Regions from separate parts of the Rattus norvegicus genome. Here regions 1 and 3 are each linked to region 2. Evidence: chromatin contacts called from public Hi-C data. All regions are on one chromosome and are shown on one strand. Each heading gives the region's core, a stretch centred on a gene start, on an enhancer-like site or on the middle of the called end of the contact. The rest is flanking DNA. Distances are from core to core; before and after follow the strand shown.

Evidence for each region. A called contact is a pair of places that touch in the nucleus more often than the background predicts.
Region 1: a Hi-C map of the A7r5 cell line shows a contact between it and region 2, with 4 times the contacts expected there. The contact joins the promoter of Spred2 here to the enhancer-like site in region 2. A contact is called at or near these places in 9 of 12 Hi-C or Micro-C datasets (the A7r5 cell line, Schwann cells, frontal cortex and 5 more) and 1 of 1 datasets of contacts at active chromatin or transcription factors (oligodendrocytes).
Region 3: a contact with region 2 is called in a Hi-C map of frontal cortex, with 2.4 times the contacts expected there. The contact joins two enhancer-like sites. A contact is called at or near these places in 3 of 12 Hi-C or Micro-C datasets (frontal cortex, hepatocytes and liver).

Annotation. Positions count from the first base shown.
Region 1 is chr14:98,349,163-98,351,999 of GRCr8, reverse strand. It overlaps Spred2 (sprouty-related, EVH1 domain containing 2), which reads right to left and starts at 1,423. Exons shown (of 6, transcript NM_001047094.2): 1 at 914-1,423. The coding sequence starts at 939.
Region 2 is chr14:98,241,306-98,244,005 of GRCr8, reverse strand. No RefSeq gene overlaps it. Among named protein-coding and RNA genes, the nearest start is that of Spred2, 110 kb to the left of the region's middle. Within about 2 kb of position 1,440, at least 15 of the 93 cell types and tissues checked have an H3K27ac peak or open chromatin away from gene starts, as enhancers often do. A contact at or near this core is called in the A7r5 cell line, where this site is marked.
Region 3 is chr14:98,318,933-98,321,652 of GRCr8, reverse strand. No RefSeq gene overlaps it. Among named protein-coding and RNA genes, the nearest start is that of Spred2, 30 kb to the left of the region's middle. Within about 2 kb of position 1,457, at least 4 of the 93 cell types and tissues checked have an H3K27ac peak or open chromatin away from gene starts, as enhancers often do.

The DNA.
Region 1 (2,837 bases), core at 174-2,673, 110 kb before region 2:
CGGCCAGGGCAGACCGGCAGCCCCGCCCCCAGCGCCCCGAGAGGGAAACGCCTCGAACCCGAGAGCAAGATCTAAACCTATGTGCGACTAAGGCGGGAAGCAGCTGCTACTTGGCCCAGAGACGCTGACAAGCCCCGGTCTCCCCGAGGGGCGAGCATAAGCACCTCTGACTAAGCACCGAGAGCTTTGTTCCCCTCGGGCCTGCGGGCCGGGCACACGCACGGGCACGCGCTCTCCCTCACATACAAGTCAGGAGCGCGCTTCCCCGCACGCTCTCCCGCCCTCGCTGCACACGCTTCGGATCCGCCCCCAGAGCTGCCCCGACACTGCGGGGCGCGTGTGCCGGCCCACACGCGCGTGCACACACTCACGCGCGCCGGGACTCGGCAGGCTGCTCCCGCGCTCTGGCCGCTACGCGGACCCAGGCGCACAGACCCTGAGCAGAGCCCGACTGGCCCTCCCCCAACTCCTCCGTGTTTTTATGAATGAAAATGTGGTATGCAAATGAGAGCGATTCAAGAAAACGAAATGGCGGAGCCCGGGCCCCAGAGGGCTCGGGAGAGAGCTGTGAGGAGGGCAGCGGTGCCAGGAGTCACAAAGTCACTATGCACACAGACCCATCGACCCCGGGATGCCCCGCACGGAGGGCGTCAGAGCTTCCGCTCTCGCAGCCCGAAGACCTCCCGGAGGTCATTTGCGCGCCCTTGGCCGGGGCTGCGACCTGGACTTGCAGACCCCAGGCGGTTTCTGCCGCCTCCCCCAGCCCAGCAAAGAGCCTCGCGCGCAGCCTCGACAGCTTAGCCAGCGACTGCACCCCACGCCAAGTTCCCCCGACGAGTCCCCTCCTGCGTCCTTGGCGGCGGCCCCCACGCCGCCCCTCCGGGCACCCGCATCCCACCCGCAGCGAACTTACTCGTCCGGGTGTGTTTCTTCGGTCATTTTCTTGTTCACCTAGACGCCTGTCCCGCGGCGTGCAGCCTGGCTCCCTTCATCTTCCTGTGCGCTCGCCCCCCTTCTTCACATCTCCGACATCTCCTGATTTGGTGGTGGAGGGGGGAGCTAGAGATGAAGGGGGCGCCGAGGCAGGCGGGGAAATGGAGAGCCCCGAGCGCAGGGCGAGGTCTGGGAAGGGGCGCACCCGGCAGCGGACGCCGTGGGCCCGCCGGGCGCGGCCCCGGGGCTCCGAGCGGGTGCAGGGGCGAGATTTGGGAAGGGGACCGGGAGGGGAAGAGCAGCAGAAAAACAAGCACGCTCGGGGCGGCGGGCAGCCGGCTGTGCTGGGGCCGGGCCGGGGTCGCCCCCGGGGACCGGGCCAATCAGGGTTCCGGGTAGCACTCGGCAGCCGGGGGAGGTGCGCCTGGGAGGCGGTGCAGGGCGCCCCGTCCGAGCCCCATCTCGCCACTCCACCGATTTACTCCATATTGGATTCTCAGCGCCGCCAACAGGAGGAGGAAGTAGGGCGGAAGCGATGACGTCTTCCCAGCGGCCAGAGGTGGTGGAGTGCAAAAAGCTTCCTACTTGCGACCAAAATAAAAAAAAGAGAGAGAGAGAGAGAAAGACACAGAGGGAAAAAACACACTCACAAAACACTTTGTCCCTCCTACTGAGCGTGCCCCTCTTCTACTCCCCCTCCCGCTAGCTTCCACTCCGGGAGGAGCCTCGGAACGGCATGGTTGGCACTGCGTTGGTCGGGCTCCGAATCCTTGTCTCCGGGGCTCCGGGTTTTAGGAAGCCCAAGAGGGAGGAGGCGGGAGCCGAAGACAAGAACACATCTGGCTCCCGTTTTGTCCCCTCCCTCCGTCCAAACCTTTGGATTAAAAATCAAGGGGGGAGGTGGCGGAGGGCGGAGATGGGGAGGAGTTTAGGTGCAAGCCAGAGAGTTTGGTTTTGGAGAAGCAGAGTGTGGGAGGGGGTTGGGGGGGCAGTGCAGGTGGCCTCTGTTGGCCTCCCCATCCCAACTCTGATAGAAACCTTGCAAGGAGAGGGATTTGGACTTTGCCAGTGTCCTGTATAACAGGGGAGGTTCAGTTTCATGAGAATCTTGCAATCTTTTTTTTGTCCACAAAGAGTATTTTTCTAGCCTGCATCTCAGGGTGGCTTCAAACTTGCTGTGTAGCCGAGGCTGCCCTTGAACTCTTGGCCCTCTTGCCTCAGCCATCCAAATGATGGGATAACTGTTAAGCAACATCATGCCCACCAAGAGCGGACATTTAAAAATAATAATAATGTGTACACAGAAAATAAAAGGCACGCAGCCAAGAAACTTGCATTGCAGGCAGAAATGAAGTTTAAAGGTAACACCAAAGTGAATTAAATTATCCAGTTGGTGAATAATGTTTCTTGTTTTCAGCCCTTAGAAGTCCATAGTTTACTGAGCCACAGATTACTGCCTTTGATGGGCTTTGGCCAAAGAGAAACCCGGGAACTCCTCATTACTCCATCCCTGGCCGGCTTCTCTTTTTTTAAGAATGTGCAGGGGCTGGAGGAGAATGGGTGCTTGCTTGTCAGCAGAGTGGGTGGAGGGAAGAGGATGTTGGGTCCCCTGGAACTGGTTGCTCCCTCCATGTGGGTGCTAGGAATTGAACCACAGTCCTTTGGAGGATCTTAACTGCTGAGCCATCTCATCTCACCTCTCTTTAAAGTATTTTTCCTACCATGGCCTAGGACCTGCCTGAAGTTTTCTGAGAGGACTCATGCACCATGTAGACAATGAACAGGGCTATGCCCAGGGCTCAACTTGTGGATCTGCCTGGAATCTGAATTTTTGGAATTAAAACCCAATACAATTTTTGAAGGGGACACCATGTTTTCACTTGACACTGGATGCCACTGATTAC
Region 2 (2,700 bases), core at 191-2,690:
GCTAAAGCTGAGGCCACCGGAGGCCAGAAAGGCGAGAAGTGGTTAGTGTGGTAGAAAGTGTCACCTTTAAGAGTCAAGGACTAGGAAAGGGACTTGGTTGGTGTTTGTTCATGCCAGTGCGGCAGGAGAGGTTTCTAGAGGCCCATGAGTGGTTGCGTTCTTTAAAAGCTTTATTTATATAGGTGTGTGTATGTTATAGGCAGTTGTGAACGTGGGACCTCTGGAAAAGCAACAGTGCTCTTAACTGCCGAGCCACCTCCCCAGTCCCAAGAGAAAGAGTCCGTGACATAAGAATGTCAAGAACCACTGGCGCAGAATCTTACGACAGGGACATTTAGCTGTGCGTTGCCCCTCCTTGGCTTACCAGAGTGTGCAGAACAGAACACGCACTGTGTGAAGGGTTATGGTCTCGCCTGGACTTGCCGCCTTTGGAGTTGCAGGATTCTGCTGCTGGCTGGAGAAGGGACTGGGAGCCGGGGTGGAGGGGTGGGGGGTGGGGCTGGGGGTGGGGCTGGGGAAGGGACTGGGAGCGGGGGTGGGGGTGGGGGTGGCGGGTGATGGAGAGACTGTGCATCTCTGAGACTCTGCCTATGTCCCGGGTGCCAGCTGTTAGCACCAGCTGCCCAGGGTGGAGGTGCAGCTGTAATCCAGGAACTCTGTAGAGAGTGGGTGGGTGGGCCCTGTGGAAAGGAAAGGTAAGCCCCTTTAAGTGGGAGCTCTAGCAAGCAAAGGCGGTCCTCCGGTTTCCCAGGTGGCTCTGCTCTCACCTGTGAAGGATAAAAGTGACCCAGTTTGAAGAGCCATGTGGCTGGCCTGGTAACAGGCTTGCAGCCAGAGGCGTTGGTGTTGGCAGCTTTTTCTCCCATCTGGAGCTGTAGGTGGTCTCTGCGGCCCCTACCGGAATCATTCAAATTATAGCCAGACCCTGACTTCTCCTCAGAGGATGGGCCGGGAATGTGTGTGCGGGCTACCTGTCTGTTTCTTTGAACATCCTGGGTTTAGTGTAATGGATGTTGTCTGAGGGCATGGCTTGCCTGAACAAGGTTCCTCGTGGAACTTTCTTCTTTCAGAGCCAAGTATATGCTCCCTTTGACAGAATCACAGGGCTCTTTCTGCCTAAGGACAGTGGATCCTATACCACAATTACCCTGCAAGCAGATGGCAGCTTCTCCTAGCCCTGCTAAGGGGCGAGTCGTCACACCGCGGCCTCAGCCCTGTTCAGCTTCATGCACATTACATTTAGACTTCTGCAGTGCGTGCACGATTCATACTGGAGGACTATTTATTTCCAGGCCCGCCACATGCTCCCCGAGGCAGCCCCCACACAGATTTTAATTGCTAAACCGACTTATTCTGACTCAGTGTCTGTTTAGTAAAATGTCTGGAGATACAGAAAGAGGGGGGCACAGGGGAGCGGGGCCAGATGCTGTCTATGACTAACAGGACATCCACCAGAGGGGGCCGAGCAGCTCACTGGCATGTCATAGGTGGGTGGGTTTCTCAGAGCTCTTAGCTGTGCGCCATTGTGCTAAAACTGTAGTTGTGAATAAGCGATTGCGTTAGAGCCTCTGGGCCGAGCTGACTCGCCCGCTGGTGATTGCTCCTGAGGAATGCCTCCAGGTCACAGGCAGCTTCAGCGTATGGAGGCCAGGAAGCCACCAGGCATTTCTTGAGTGTCCTGCTGACCTGGTCCATGGGCTCCTGTCCCTCATTCCCTCATCCCTCTTTGTGGTGCTAGCCAGGGATCTCTGAGAAAAGCGGAGGTGGGGACTGTGCACACCGGTTTCAGGGTGAGACTTGGATACTGCTTAAAACCATCACCTTCCTTTATTTTTTTTTCTTTTCTCTTCCTTCTTTCTTTTTTGAGGGGAACAGAGGGACACACACACACATGGCAGGGGAATTGGTTCAGCATGTAGACCAGGTTGGCCTGGGATTTATGATCCTCCTGCCTCAGCTTTTTGGGATTACGGCCATGCAGTATTCCTGGCTCAAGCCCTCAACATTCTCACTTACGACTTTTGAGTCACTTTCCAAGGGTGGTGTGGGCACCTTTGCAGGCCTCCGTGCCTCTGGCGAGGGCACCTTGCATGGGCACCTGTGCAGACCTCTGCGACTCTGACTTGAGGGAACAGCAGGCTTGCTGAGCTGAGGCCCACGTGTTCACCAGCTGCATGGGGTCGTGTAAAATGCTGTCACTGCCCCCGCTCCCCGATGGTGCTATCTTGAGTCATTGTGACACGCATTCGTGTCAAAGGATTGCTTCTCAGAGTTCTGGGAACAATGCAGTGTGGAGGTAAACAGGTGGGACCTTTTTTTTTTTCCATTAATAACTGAATTTTAATTCACTCATATTTTGAAAGAACAGGGAAGCGGTCCCAGAGGTTTTAGTAGCGTAACTTTTTGAGAAAGAGATGGGGACATCTCAGAGTGCAGGGTCTGAGGCTGTGGAGGAGGCCCAGGCTATTGAACGCTGTAGACATCATAGTCCAGTTAATGCCAGCTGGGGTGACATTGCCACTATTCCTCCTCCATACAGACTCGTTAATGGCTGCAGACACATTTGTCATAGCTCACAGGGCTTTACTGTTATTTAATGGGTAGGAGCTGGGATGCTAGTGAAAGGTGGCAGAATGCACAAGTCAGGGAAGAACCATCCAGCCCCCTACGACAGGGCCACTCTGGTAATCAGGGCTACAA
Region 3 (2,720 bases), core at 208-2,707, 78 kb before region 2:
CTACCCCAACCCCACACCATTTCATTTCTCCTTGCAATCTTCAGCTTTTCCTGTATCACACACCGTTTATTGCCGGCATCTAAATCTATTTCATCTTAAAAAACAATTCCATACCTGACTACATATTTCCCTATAGATTCTGCATATGGGGCTGTCCGTGGAAAACTAAAACAGAGAAAGAACTCCTATAGAACAGTGGTTTTCAGGCTGGAGAGATGGCTCAGTGGTTAAGAGCACTGACTGCTCTTCTAGAGGCCCTGAGTTCAATTCCCAGCAACTACATGGTGGCTCACAACCATCTGTAATGAGCTCTGGTGCCCTCTTCTGACCTGCAGCTATATATGCAGAACACTGTGTATATGATAAATAAGTAGATTTTTTTTAAAAGTGGTTTCTAGTCAATAAAGCTCACTGAGAAAGGAGATATGGAGGTTTTGGTGAGGACTCTGGGAAAAGAGCTTGCTCTGCATGCATGAAGACTTGAGTTCAAATTTCTATCGCCCACATAAAAGCTGGGCCAAGCAGGATGTGTTGTCATCCTGGCACTACTGGGTCAGAGGAGGCAGATCCCTGAAGCTTACTGGCCAGTCAGCCCAGAGTGAGCTCCAGAGTCAGCAAAAGACCCTGCCTCCAAAAATTATGCTGGAGAGGGAAGCTCAGTGGGGAGAGCGCCTGCTGTGCAGAGCCTGGATCCTAGCACCCTCAGAAAAAGCAGGGCACAGCTGTAAGTGACTGTAATCCAGTTCCAGGGGGGACAGACTGGAGGAGCACTGGAACAGGCCACCACCTTACCTCCAGGTTCAGTGACAAACCTGTGTCTCGAGGGAAAGGCTGAAAGGGAGGGTACCCACCATGGTCTCTGGCCCCCAGTGCCTCTCCTCTCCTTCCCTCTCTTATTTTTTCTTTCTCTCCTTCTGCACCCCCCCAACACACAGAGACACACACACAGAGACACACACACACAGACTCATACACAAGAGTCACACACAGACATACACACACACACAGACACACACACAGACACACATATACACACACCCAGACACACACACAGACAAATACACACAGACACACACACAGACACACACACACAGACACACACACAGACACACACACACAGACATACACACACAAACACACACAGAGACACATACAGACACACATACACACACACACACACACACACACACACACACACACACACACACACACAGAACCAGTGAAGGATATCAGCTAGTAATGTGACATGAACCAGGTAAACGCACAGGCGAGGATGAAATAACGAAGATAGGAGATTTAGTAAATGAATTGAGGGAGTTTACTGGTCCACGTATAAAATGAATAGCGCTCGGCCATGTTATTGAGTAACCACTTAAACTGCAGTTAAAAACACAAGAGAGGTCAGGATGTGGCTTGGTAGGGAGCAGTAGGCCAGCCTGAGCTGCTGAGTGAGACCACATCTCAAACAAAGCAAACAAGCAAACCCCACAAACCTCAGAACAAGCTTTCTCCCCTTTACCTCCTTGTCACCCAACGTGGTCAGCCACTAGGCAGAAGAAGATGGGAGTCTGTGTGGATTGGGGATGGGAGTTGGCGGCAGATCGAGGCCCCTGCCTCCCCCACAAATAGAGGTAAATCTCTTTCTACATCCTAGGGATGTAAAGGGTGAGCACACGAGGTAGGGGAAACTTTGGAGCATGGCTTGTGCTGGTCTTGAGGACTCTTCGCTTAAGAAGGTCATGCACTCCCCTCCTTTTCTTCTGATGCAATACTACTGGTGAAAATGCATCTCTCACATCTACTTCCCCCGAGTTAGTCCTCTCATTCAGGGTACAGTTGTGCTCCTGACACTCAAAGCAAAGCAGATGGTTCTCCCTCCCCATAAGCAGGCGGCCATCTGGTGAGGGGGCATTTGGCTCAGGCTTAGGGAAGGAAGCAAGCCACCCAAGAATTCTACCTTATGCTCGAAATGCCATCATCCATGATCATAACTAATGTTTATTGAGCACTTACTATGTGCCAGGCCCTGTTCTAAGGGCATCACATTTATCACAGCAATTCACTCACCATGAGACTATTCATGGCAAAGCCGTTAGGGGTGGGGGAAACTAGGCACAGAAAGGTTAATTACTGGCTTGGAATGTAGTTCAGTGGTAGAGCACTTGCCTGTCATACGGGAGATTCTGAGTTTAAGTCATAGCACAATAAGAGAGAAACACACAGAGAGAAACAGAGGCAGACAGAGACAGAAGCAGAGAGAGGTGGGGAGGGGGAAGGAGAAAGGGAGGGGGAGGGGGAGGGGGAGAGGGAGATCATACATTATATGTTCCTGATATTTAGACGCAGCACTGAGGATCTCTCTGCGTGTCTCTCTCTCTGCCTCTCTGTCTCTGCTTCTGTCTCTCCTTTGCTCTGTGTTTGCTCACACACAGCCACCTAGACTATCTACATTGAGCAACTGAGAGGAAAATCTATTTGAGTCATTCACAGTTGTCTTAGGGTTTTACTGCTGCGAACAGACACCATGACCAAGGCAACTCTTATAAGGACAACATTTAATTGGGGTTGGCTTATAGGTTCGGAGGTTCAGTCCAGTATCATCAAGGCAAGAGCATGGCAGCATCTAGGCAGGCATGGTGCAGGAGGAGCTGAGAGTTCTACATCTTCACCTGAAGGCTGTTAGCACAATGCTGACTTCCAGGCAGCTAGCGCTCTACCAC